Linked DNA regions of Mus musculus: region 1 is linked to region 2. The links are chromatin contacts, called in public HiChIP or PLAC-seq maps. All regions are on one chromosome and are shown on one strand. Each heading gives the region's core, a stretch centred on a gene start, on an enhancer-like site or on the middle of the called end of the contact. The rest is flanking DNA. Distances are from core to core; before and after follow the strand shown. Region 1 overlaps Ipo8 (importin 8). Region 2 holds the start of Caprin2 (caprin family member 2).

Region 1 (5,516 bases), core at 1,062-3,561, 120 kb after region 2:
TGCACGTTTTCCACGTTTTGCAGACACCATGACCGGAAGATGTGTATAATAGGACTGAGTGTGCTCTTGGAGCTGCAGAACCGACCTCCTGCCGTGGATGCTGTGGCTGCACAGATCCTCCCCTCCATTCTCTTCCTTTTCCTTGGCCTGAAGCAGGTCTGTGCTACACGACAAACGGTAAACCGTGAAAATCACTCAAAAGCAGAGAAAGTCGACATAGAGGAAAATGGTAAAGTCTTCTACTTATAATTTGTACTATAGTTGATTTTGCTTTTAAAAGCTAGTTTATTATTAACTTATTATGAAAATTAAATTATTTAATGTGTCTGAGTGTTTGCCACCATGTATGTATGTGTGCCACACATGTGCCTGGAGCCTCTATAGCCAGAAGAAGGTGTAGAATCTCCTAGAACTGGAGTTCAGATTGCTGTGAGCCACCATCTAATGCTAGGAACCAAACCTGGGTCCTCTGCAAGAGCAACCACTGCTCCTAACCACTGAGCTATCTCTCCAGCCCCAGATTTTGCTTTAAAAAAAAAAAAAAATATATATATATATATATATATATATATATATATATACATACACACATACACACACACACACACACACACTTGTCACACACTTGTTTGGGTGTGCATGTGTGTGGATGTCAGAACAGTTTGCAGGAGTTGGTTCTCTGCTTCTACCACGTGAGTCCTGGGGATTGAACTCAGCCCGGGAGCAAGTGCTTTCTTTCACGTCTGGAGCCATCTCACTGACACAGGTCTTGCTTTGTAGCTCAGACTAGCTTTAACTTATGATATCCCTGCTTTATACTTCTGTGTACTGGGACTGTGTGTATACACTATCATTTCTGGCTTGGATTTTGATTTCAGTATGTGTTTTCTTTGAATTTTGGAGTCATTAGACAGATTGCCATTCTTTGACCTTTGACACATTTAAACTGGGGCTTGAGTGACTTATAAATTTTATGAGGGATACATTTAAAAATCTCTGTGACTTCTAGATGGAGCCTAGAAAAAATGGTTTTCTCTTGATAAGTCTACATGTAAGAGAATCAGATGGTCTTGATTATGAGTTAGCAACTTAAGATTTACTTTCATGTTTGCCACTTAAGGTAGCTACCATTAACTGATGACTCCCTAGATTAAGTGTACAGTGTCAGTCCAAGAGTTTATAGAGATTGATGCCTTTCTTAGTGGTTCTTAGGCAGTTCATCTTCAAAAATTATAATCTCGAGATATTTAAGGTTTAAAGAAACTTAGAATAAAATGCATGAATGCAGGCAATTTAGCAATCAAGAATCACGGGGCTGGCAAGATGTTTCAGTGAGTAAAGGTGCTGCTGCCAAGCCTTATGGCCTGGGTTCAAGCTTCAGAACCTACATGGCCGAAGGGCAGAACTGACTCCTGCTATTTGTACTGTAACTTGCACACCAGTGCAGGCACACAGATATATAAACACAATAGAAACGGTCAGGGTAAGGTTGTTACCATTGGGGCCAGCTCAGTAGTAGAGCACTTACCTAGCATGTACAATGCCTGGAATTTGATCTCTAGTACTTCAAAAGTAGTTGTCAGTGTCAAGGATGTTTGATGGAGCCTGGTGTGTTGGTGCACACCTTTAATACCAGCACTCGAGAGGCAGAGGTAGGCACATCTGTGTGAATTCAAAGCCAGGCTGGTCTACACAGGGAGTTGTAGGATAGTCAGGGCTACACGGAGAGACCCTGTTGCAAACAAACAAAACAAAGAATATTACATGGTTATTTATCCAATAATAGGACTGAAAACAACTTTTGAGGGCACAGAAGTTTCATTATCCAGCTCCAAGTGAAATTGTTTTTTCTTATTAAAAACAGAAACTTTGAGCTGGGCTGGTGGTTGCACACATCTATAATCCCAGTACTCTGGAGGCAGAGGCAGGCAGGTCTCTTGAGTTTGAGGCCAGCCTGGTCTACAGAGTGAGTTCCTGGACAGCCAGGACTCCACAGAGAAACCCTGTCTCAAAAACAAAAAAACAAAACAAACCCTCAAACCTCCCCCCCCCCCCGGAAAAAAAAAAAAACAGAAGAAAAAAAAACCAGACCAGACACTTGTTAATTATGAAAAATCAGAATTTCTATAAAATGTACACCTATATTTTGCATGCTAAATTCTGTGATTTCCATGAGTTTAAATTTAAGATACTTTTCATCAATAAATAGGAATCATCCTATGTTGTTAATATATAAGGAATTTTAAACCATGCATCTCCCACCTTAGCATGAATACAACTTCTGACTTTTCTGCAAGCTTAAGTAGATCATGTGAAGTGACTTCCTCTTTCTTTCCTATCCTCCCATTTCCTCCTTTGAATAAACATATGCTAAAAGCTATAGATTTATTTTTCAGCATATTATCTTTCTTTATAATTTCTTGCTTTTTAAACTATTTATTGTCCCATAACTAGTATGGTTGAGAGGGAATGCTGCAGACATGTTGACTTTCTTACTGAAGTATAATGATGAACCAGCCTAGGTGTCTTTTCTATCTTTGTAATTATATCTGTGCCATCTGTTTGTTTCCAAACCATGGTTTCTGGCTTTATCCATAAAGCTACCTTGTCAATCTTTTCTTGTTTTTACTCTTGGGAAGGTCTTGGGTAGAACTGTGCTGTGTGAGTCACTTGATATTCGACAACAACTTAGAACAACAGAAACTTTATCATTGCTTTGAAGGTTGGGGAGTCCAAGATCAAGCTGCTGTCAGACTTGGTGTTCAGTTAGGCTGGTCCCAAACTCATGACCCTCCTGCCCTTTTATTCCCAGCTCTGGGATTACAGCCCAATGCTGCTAAGCCTGGCTCTTACTTATTGTTATTAGCATATGATTGTTAGGGCGGATGTTTCATTGAGGTATTTCTGTACAAGCATATGCCAGGATGTGACCAATGCCACCATTCCTGGGCATCCTCATCTCCTCCCCATTGTCTCCACACTCTGAATATTTCCTCTTTACTGTTCTTCCCACTCCTGGTACATCTACTAAGGGAAAAAGTGATACCTTTTCGTGAGGTGGCTTGTTTCACTGGCCATAATGGTCTCCAGTGTATCTGTTTCCTGCAAGTGATAGCCTTCATTCTTTATGGCTTTGTGTTCATACATCTCCTCTCTATTTCTTCTCTCCCTTTTCATTCTTTACTACCTCCTCCCTTCCTTTCTCTCTTTTTTTTTTCTTTTTAGGTATGGTCTTGTTACATAGCTCTGGTTGGCTTCAAACACACAGGAATGCTCCTGTCTCAGCCTCACTAGTACTGTGATTACAGGCATGTGTTTGTCTCTGAGTTATGTTATTATTTTTGCCATAGTTTCTTTATCACTCATTTGTTGAGGGACACCTAAGCTGATGTCATTGTTTGGCTATTGTGAATACTGATGCCTGCCATGAACGTGGGTATGTAGATATTTCTGTAGTAGGTGGCTTTGACTCTTTAGGTATTTATCCATAAATGATATATCTGAATCATATGGAATATTGACTGATTGGTTGGTTGGTTTCGGTGTTCTTCAAAAGTATATTTTAAAAATTTTAATTTGTGTGTGTGTGTCTGCTACCTTTATGAGGGCCCTAGGGATTGAACTCAGGTCATCAGGCATATTTGGCAAGTGCATTTACCAGCCTGATTTGGAATTTTGAGACAAGCTATGTAGCTATCGCTGTCCTAGAACTCACTATGTAGGTGAAGAGTTGCTTTGAACTTACAGTGATCCTCCTACCTCTGTCTCCTAAGTGTTGAGACTATAGCCCTGAGCCACCACACTTGGCTAAAAGTTTTATTTTTAATTTTTTTGAACAATTTTCTTTACTAACTTTCCAATGGCTGGCTTGGTTCACATTCCCAATAGTGAAGAAGAAGGCTTCTCTTTTTCTCTCATTATCACCAGCATTTTTTATTGTTTACTTTTTAATTTTTTTAAAAGATGTATTTATTTTTTTGTCTAAGAGTACATAGAGGTCAGAAGAGAACTCCCTAGAACTGGAGTTATGAATGGTTGTGAGCCCCCATATGTGTGCTGGGAATAGAACCTGGGTCCTTTGGCCGAGCAGTCAGTACTCTGAACCACTGAACCATCACTCCAGCCCCTATTGTTTGTTTTCTTAATGACTGCCATTCTGACAGGGCTGAAATGGAAACTAAACGTTGAGTTGCATTTCCCTGATGGCTACTGTTGTTTAATGTTTTCCCACATTTTTTGGTCATTTGTACTAATTCATTTTTGTAAAGTGTCAGTTCAGATCCATTGCCCATTTACTGTTTGGATACTTGCTAACTAGTTTGTGCATTTTGGTATGACTTTTTTTTTTTTTTTTTTTGAGACAGGGTGGCCTCGAACTCACTATGTAGCTAATGCTGGCCTTGAACTACTCCTGACCCTCCTGCATCAGCCTCTCAAGGTCAAGCCTGGCTCAATGTGGCATATTCTGTGGGACTGATTTTAAAGGATTGTTGCTTTGGTCGTGTTGGTTCTGGGCTTTTTCTCTCAGTCGATTTGTAGTGCTTGTGCTCCCCAATGGCTTCATATCCAGCTGCAATTCCTGCCTAACCTCTTGGAACAAAGCAGAACTGAAATTGGGTGGCATGTATTTTGGCTTCCTTTTTGAGTGTGTTTTCATGTGCCACATACACACGTGTGCGTGTCTATGAGAAGGCTGGAGGACAGTCTCGGGTGTTGCTCCTAAGACATTATCTCTCTTGCTTGCTTCTTGTTGTTGTTGTTTATTTTTGAGACAGAGTCTCTCATTACTTTGGGGTTCACCAAGTAGTCTAGGCTAGGTGAATAGAGGGCAGGCCTAGAGATCCACTCAGATTACAAGCCATGCCGCCATGTTTGGCAGGTTTGTTTTGTGTTGTTTTGTGTTGTGTTGTGTTTTTGTTTTGAATATGGGTTTTATGGGTTGCCCTCACACTTGCAGTGTGCACTCCTTACTGACAGAGCTGTCACTACAGCCATGGCTTAACTTTTCAAGTTTCAAACAGCCAAGCACTTTATTTTTCTTGACATGTTTGCATCGTTACTATTTGTGTTAGCAGAAATGACCCCTGGGGGGGGTGGATTTCAGAGCACTTCATAATTGTTTACTTAATGATTAAGAGAGTTGAAGTCATTGCTGCTGAAAACACACATGGATGGGGGACCATTCTGCTCCTCTTCCCATCAGAAGAACACGGGGACTCTGCAGTTAATCAGTACTTGGACCTGACTAGGGTGACCATGGTGCAGCATTAGCAGTGTTCAGTCAGAGCCACTGAGTGAAGAGCGTGAGCCAGTCAGTCCACTGCAGTAAAGATGAAAGTTTATAATTGTAGATAGATTTTGTCGTGGTCTCGTATTTCCAGAATTTTTTTGTAATCCTTGTTTTTCATCCTTTTACTCCACAGAGGAGATTTCAAGTGAGGAGGAGGAAGAGACAAGTGTGAGTGCTCAAGCTATGCAGTCACAAATTGGCAGAAGTGAGGAGGAGGATGATGACG
Region 2 (5,277 bases), core at 2,715-5,214:
GACCCTGTCTCAAAAAACCAAAAAAAAAAAAAAAAAAAGCCACCAAAAAAAATCCATCAAATTAAAAAAAAATCCCCAAATGAACAAAACAAAAAACCCCGAATTTCAGTGATATATATGTGTAGAAATGCCATAATGAAACATTACTTTTTATAATAACTAGACAAGCATCTAATTATGAGTATATGTGTGGTTATGGCAACAATTTCTTTCTATCTGTCTTAGTTACTGTTCTATTGCTGTGCAGAGACACCATGAACAAGGCAACTTATTAAAAAAATCATTTAATTGGGCAGTGGTGACATAGGCCTTTAATCCCAGCACTGGGGAGGCAGAGGCAGAGGCAGAGGCAGAGGCAGGTAAGTTTGAGGCCAGCGTGGTCTATAGCACAAGTTCTAGGACAGCCAGGAGTGTTACCCAGAGAAATCCTGTCTCAATAAACAAAACAAAACAAAACAAAACAAAACAAAACAAAACAAAACAATTCACTTTAGCATCAGTGTTGGAGACACTGACTGCTCATGCAGAGGACCTAAGTTTGATTCCTAACACCTACATGGCACTTCATAACTGTCTGTATGTTCAGATTCCAGGGAATCTGAAGCCCTCTTCTATCCAGCCTTTGAGGGTACCACCCACATAAAACACTTGCACACATTAAAAAACAAACAAACAAACAAACAAACAAACAAACAAACACTTTAGTTTTTTATACCTGTAGGTTCTTTTTTGTTTTGTTTTGTTTTTGTTTTTGAGCTAGGGTCACACAATGTAGACTAGGCTGGCTTTGAACTAACTCATAGATATCCTGCTGCTTCTGCCTCCCAAGTGCTGGGATTCAAGGCATGTGAAGCAATACCCAGCCTTACTTGCAACTTTTATGAATCCCTGCTCAATTCCATATGGGCTGGTGCTGGGTTGTCTCAGTGACTGACATTTATAGGGGTGGACCTAGCACTGCAGGTGTCCAACAAGTGTTTATTGAATGCATTGAATATGTTCTTTCCTCATTGATTAAAAGTGACATTTTTTACTCATCTGGAATATAATAATTTCATGGTAAACTCTGAGTTTACTTCCCAATTGATGAGACAAAAAAAAAAATTATGAAAAAATAAGGAACTGAGGAAGGGAAAATGAAACATCAGCCTAAAGATTCTAGGGGTATATCTTCCCCCCCCCAAAGGATTTATTTATTATTCCTATCATTGTTTTGTTTTGTTTTGCAACAGGGTCTCACTATGAAATCTTGGCTGATCTGGGGCTCTTTATATAGACCAGACTAGCTTGAACTCACAGTGATCTGCCTCTATTTCCTAGAGTACTGGGGTTATAAGCTGCCCCACTACACCTGGCAAAAGTTTTTTTTTTTTTTTTTAAATTTTATGTGTATGAGGTTATCTTTTTGCCAGCATATGTGTCTCTGAACAATATGCATGCCTAGTGCCCACAGAAGGCAGAAGACAGAATTACAGACAGACAGTTGTGAGCCCTCTTGTAATGCTGAGAATTGAACTCAGGTCATCTGGAAGAGCTGCCCTTAACCACTGAGCTTCCTCTCTGGCCCCTATCTCTGAATACTTTCAAAATCTTTTTTTTTTTTTTTTAAGATTTACTTGTTTATCTTATGTATATGAGTGCACCATTGTTCTCTTCAGACAAAAGAGGGCATAAGATCCCACTACAGATGGTTGTGAACCACCATGTGGTAGCTGAGAATTGAACTCAGGATCTCTGGAAGAGCAGTCAGTGCTCTTAACCGATGAGCCATCTCTCCAGCCCTATTTTAAAATTCATATTTACAATTCTGTTGTGCTGACGATGGAATCCTAGGCCTCATACATGCTAGGCAGGCAATCTACCACTGTACCCCACCCTCACTCCCGTGAGCCCCTCTCTTCTGTTTGTTGTTTTGTACCTAAGTGGTACAAGCTGGTCTAGATCTCGTGATCCTCCTGCCTCGGCTGCTGAAGAGCTGGCATGAAAAGTTGAGAGTTTTTCCCAATTCATTCTCCTTTTTTGTGTGTGTATGTCATTCTCCTTTTTTAATTTTCAGAAAACACTGCTGCAACATTATTGTGGGGGTATTCTCTTACTAGTGTTATTACAAGCTTATACAAACTATACCCTTATTGCAACTGAAATTTAATTATTTGTGCTTTTGTATTTTCTCTTGATTCAGCCTATGTCCCATGTTATTAAATAAATTAACAGATTTATTAGCAATTCTCCCATTGAGTAGTTAGGATTATATCTCAATCTAATGGCCCAAATGATAGTTATGGTAAATCTGGAGATTCAGGCTATCCTCAGACTTATAATCTTCCTGCCTCGGCCTCTTGAGTGCTGGGAGTTGTGTGCCTGTAAAGGTATGTGCCACAACCCCTGGTTGGAAATATTATTTTTGGGTTCATTATTAGCATAGGCCAACAAAGGCATATGCAAATATAAATGTGTCAGTTCAGTTATCTGAAGGTGTGCTCATCACAGGCTTCATGGCCACTCTGTGTGGCAAAAGGTAAGTCTATTGGTCAGTTCAGCAGCCTGTTCTTTCTCTAGTTATAAATGAGGAAAACAGACAACATAGTGTTTGTCTAATATTCAAGTTGCAGGTATAGTTCAGAGATTCAAAGCTAAAATACAACATTAAAGAACATAATAGGACAGGGAGGAGAGATGACTCAGTGGTTAAGAGCACTGGCTGCTCTTCCACAGGCCCTCCCTGGGCTCAATTCCCTGCACCCACGTGGTGGTTCACAACTGTTTATAACTCCAGTTCCAGGGTATCCAACACCCTTTTCTGACCTACAGCAGGAACCAGGCAACCATGTACATAAACATACATGCAGGTAAACATGTAATAGGTAACAAGAAGTGCCAAAGCCAAGGTGATTTTTGGGTGGTCTTGTCCAGACTTTCCATTTATTTACTTGATTATGCTTTTGACTGCCCTGTTCTAAATAATTACCCTTGCCTCAAGGATAGGACTTAAAACCAATTCTATTTGGTAAAATACTTGGGCACAAGTTTTAATTTATTAACTTTATTATTTTATTTAGTTTATGAGGTAGTGTTTTTTGTTTAGGTCTGTTCCTGCCTCCCTGGTATTAGGGAGTAATCTACCCCTAAAACCTCATTTGATACAGGAACTACCACCAGTCCTTCAGAAGCTGACATTCTTCCTGTTTTCTGTTAACTTTATGCAACCCAACAAATAACTTTTTTTTGTTGTTGTTTTTTTTTTCTTTTTTTCGAGACAGGGTTTCTCTGTGTAGCCCTGGCTGTCCTGGAACTCACGCTGTAGACCAGGCTGGCCTCGAACTCAGAAATCTGCCTGCCTCTGCCTCCCGAGTGCTGGGATTAAAGGCGTGCGCCACCACTGCCCGGCCCAACAAATAATTTTAACAACTCTTTTAGTGCCAATGAAATGAATTGCTTCATAGCGACACATAGCCTTGGCGCATACCCTCCTACTACAAAGGCTGCAGTCATCTACTCTGCTGCTCTTACAGGCTGAGTCCTCTGACTCATTCTACAATGAAAAATCATCTGTGGGGCAAGGGTGCTCTTGTATTTTAGAAGTGCCCATTTAAACCATTAGAGCCTGAAGGCTGGCTTATCTGGTCATTCTGCGCAGGACTTGCTGCCTCTTTTCCAAGAATTGAAATCATCTGCACCAGTGCTGGCTGAAACAAGCGGGCCCATCCATGCTACCAGGTGCAGTATCTCACACCAGCCTCAGGCGCAACAGAGAAGCGCAGGGAAGGTACGCGCCAAGCGCAGGCTTGCAGAGAGGGGCACCGGAAAGGACCTGTCCCTCGCAGGTCCCGGGTACCGGAAAAGGGCGGACTGTGGTGGTCTAGCGCACGAGAGGGGAGTGGGAGGGGACACCGGAAGGCGAAGCCTCCGAGGGGAGCTCGCGTGCTAGAGGGCGGGGCAGAGGACCGGAAATAGGCGGGATTTGGGCGTGGTCGCGCCGTGCGCGGCCTACATAAGTTGCGCGCGCCTTGAGGGGGACAGCTTGGGCGCGAGCAGCGGAGTTGGCTGGGTGCACTGTCGGCGGTGGCCGCAGGCTAAGCTGAGGCGGGAGGAAGGGACGCGGGGGGAGAAGGGAGTGCGGGGTGGAGTTCGCCCACTTTGCAGCGCGCAGGACTCCCGCGCGCTTTCGGAGGCAGCCGGGGAGGTGAAGCAGGACGGCGGCGGGGTGGGTGGGTCTGCGCGGCCGCGGCGGGGTGGAGAAGCGTGGTGCCCCAGCATTCTGGGGTCGGGCTTCTCAGCGGCTTTGCAGAGCGCTCTGCGTCTGGTGGGCTGCGTGGGCCCTTAGACTGTGACCCTGACTGGGGCTCCTCTACTCGGGCCCTTGGGGCACTTGAACGAGCAATGGTGTCCAGGGGCTGTCTAGCTCTGGTCTTGCTCCTTACGGGCAGGATTTCTGAATAGAGTTGAAGTGTCCGACTCCTTGGTTTCCCGGTTCCTTGGTGCGGGTAGCGGAAGGCTTGCCAGTATAGGAGTGAGTGATTGTGAGTTACTGTAAACACAACTGGAAGCCACCTCGGCGTACAGTTTGTGAGACTTGGCAGCAGTGTCCAGGGGGATGCACTTGGTTAGGTCCTGGACAGTCAAAGAGTGTTGTCATTTAGTACAAGAAACTTGGTTCACGTAGACTTTGAGATAGCTTGAAGTTGTGGCTGCAACCCTCACCCTCCGCCCCCGACCATAGAAATTATTCAGAATGAGATCAGAAGCCTTCCGCTTGCTTAGCAGTTCTCCATGTGGGGAATAGAACTTCTGGAAACATTCCTATAGTGTAAATTTTGCCTACGTATAGACTGTCTTTATTGGCTATTGCTTGTGTCAATTAACCTTAGTAGGGGAGTGGAAGTACGCTGTCTGAATCAACGTTATGTTTTGACTTCATTTCATTTTAAAGAAGCTCCTCGTTGTGCACCTTTAGTTTACATTGGTACTTAACTCCTCCTGCCCCCATCCTTTAGCCTCATCTGTTTCAGTGGTGCAACTCTCTCCATCCCTTTTCGGTTACCAGTCACCTTCAGGCCGGCCATTCAGAGGAGGGAAAAGTGGGAAGTATGAAGTCAGCCAAGTCCCAAGTGAACCAGGATCAGCAAGGGGAAAACCAGCGGGCTCTGAGCCCCCTGCAGTCTACTCTCAGTTCTGCTGCATCTCCTTCCCAGGCATATGAAACCTATATTGATAATGGACTTATATGCCTTAAACACAAAATTAGGAACATCGAGAAGAAGAAGGTAACCTTTCTAC

Evidence for each region. HiChIP or PLAC-seq counts read pairs in DNA pulled down with a chosen protein or histone mark.
Region 1: a contact with region 2 is called in an H3K4me3 HiChIP or PLAC-seq map of bone marrow-derived macrophages, with 2.7 times the contacts expected there. The contact joins the enhancer-like site here to the promoter of Caprin2 in region 2. A contact is called at or near these places in 2 of 39 promoter capture datasets (liver and macrophages), 1 of 484 Hi-C or Micro-C datasets (nephron progenitors), 3 of 115 datasets of contacts at active chromatin or transcription factors (bone marrow-derived macrophages, embryonic stem cells and intestinal villus epithelium) and 3 of 9 other capture datasets (adipose tissue, liver and pancreatic islet).

Annotation. Positions count from the first base shown.
Region 1 is chr6:148,777,311-148,782,826 of GRCm38.p6, reverse strand. Ipo8 (importin 8) reads left to right here. Exons shown (of 25, transcript NM_001081113.1): 22 at 24-229; 23 at 5,424-5,516. Among named protein-coding and RNA genes, the nearest start is that of Ipo8, 51 kb to the left of the region's middle. Within about 2 kb of position 2,311, at least 1 of the 459 cell types and tissues checked has an H3K27ac peak or open chromatin away from gene starts, as enhancers often do. A contact at or near this core is called in bone marrow-derived macrophages, where this site is marked.
Region 2 is chr6:148,894,924-148,900,200 of GRCm38.p6, reverse strand. Caprin2 (caprin family member 2) reads left to right here and starts at 3,964. Exons shown (of 19, transcript NM_181541.4): 1 at 3,964-4,183; 2 at 5,045-5,264. The coding sequence starts at 5,088.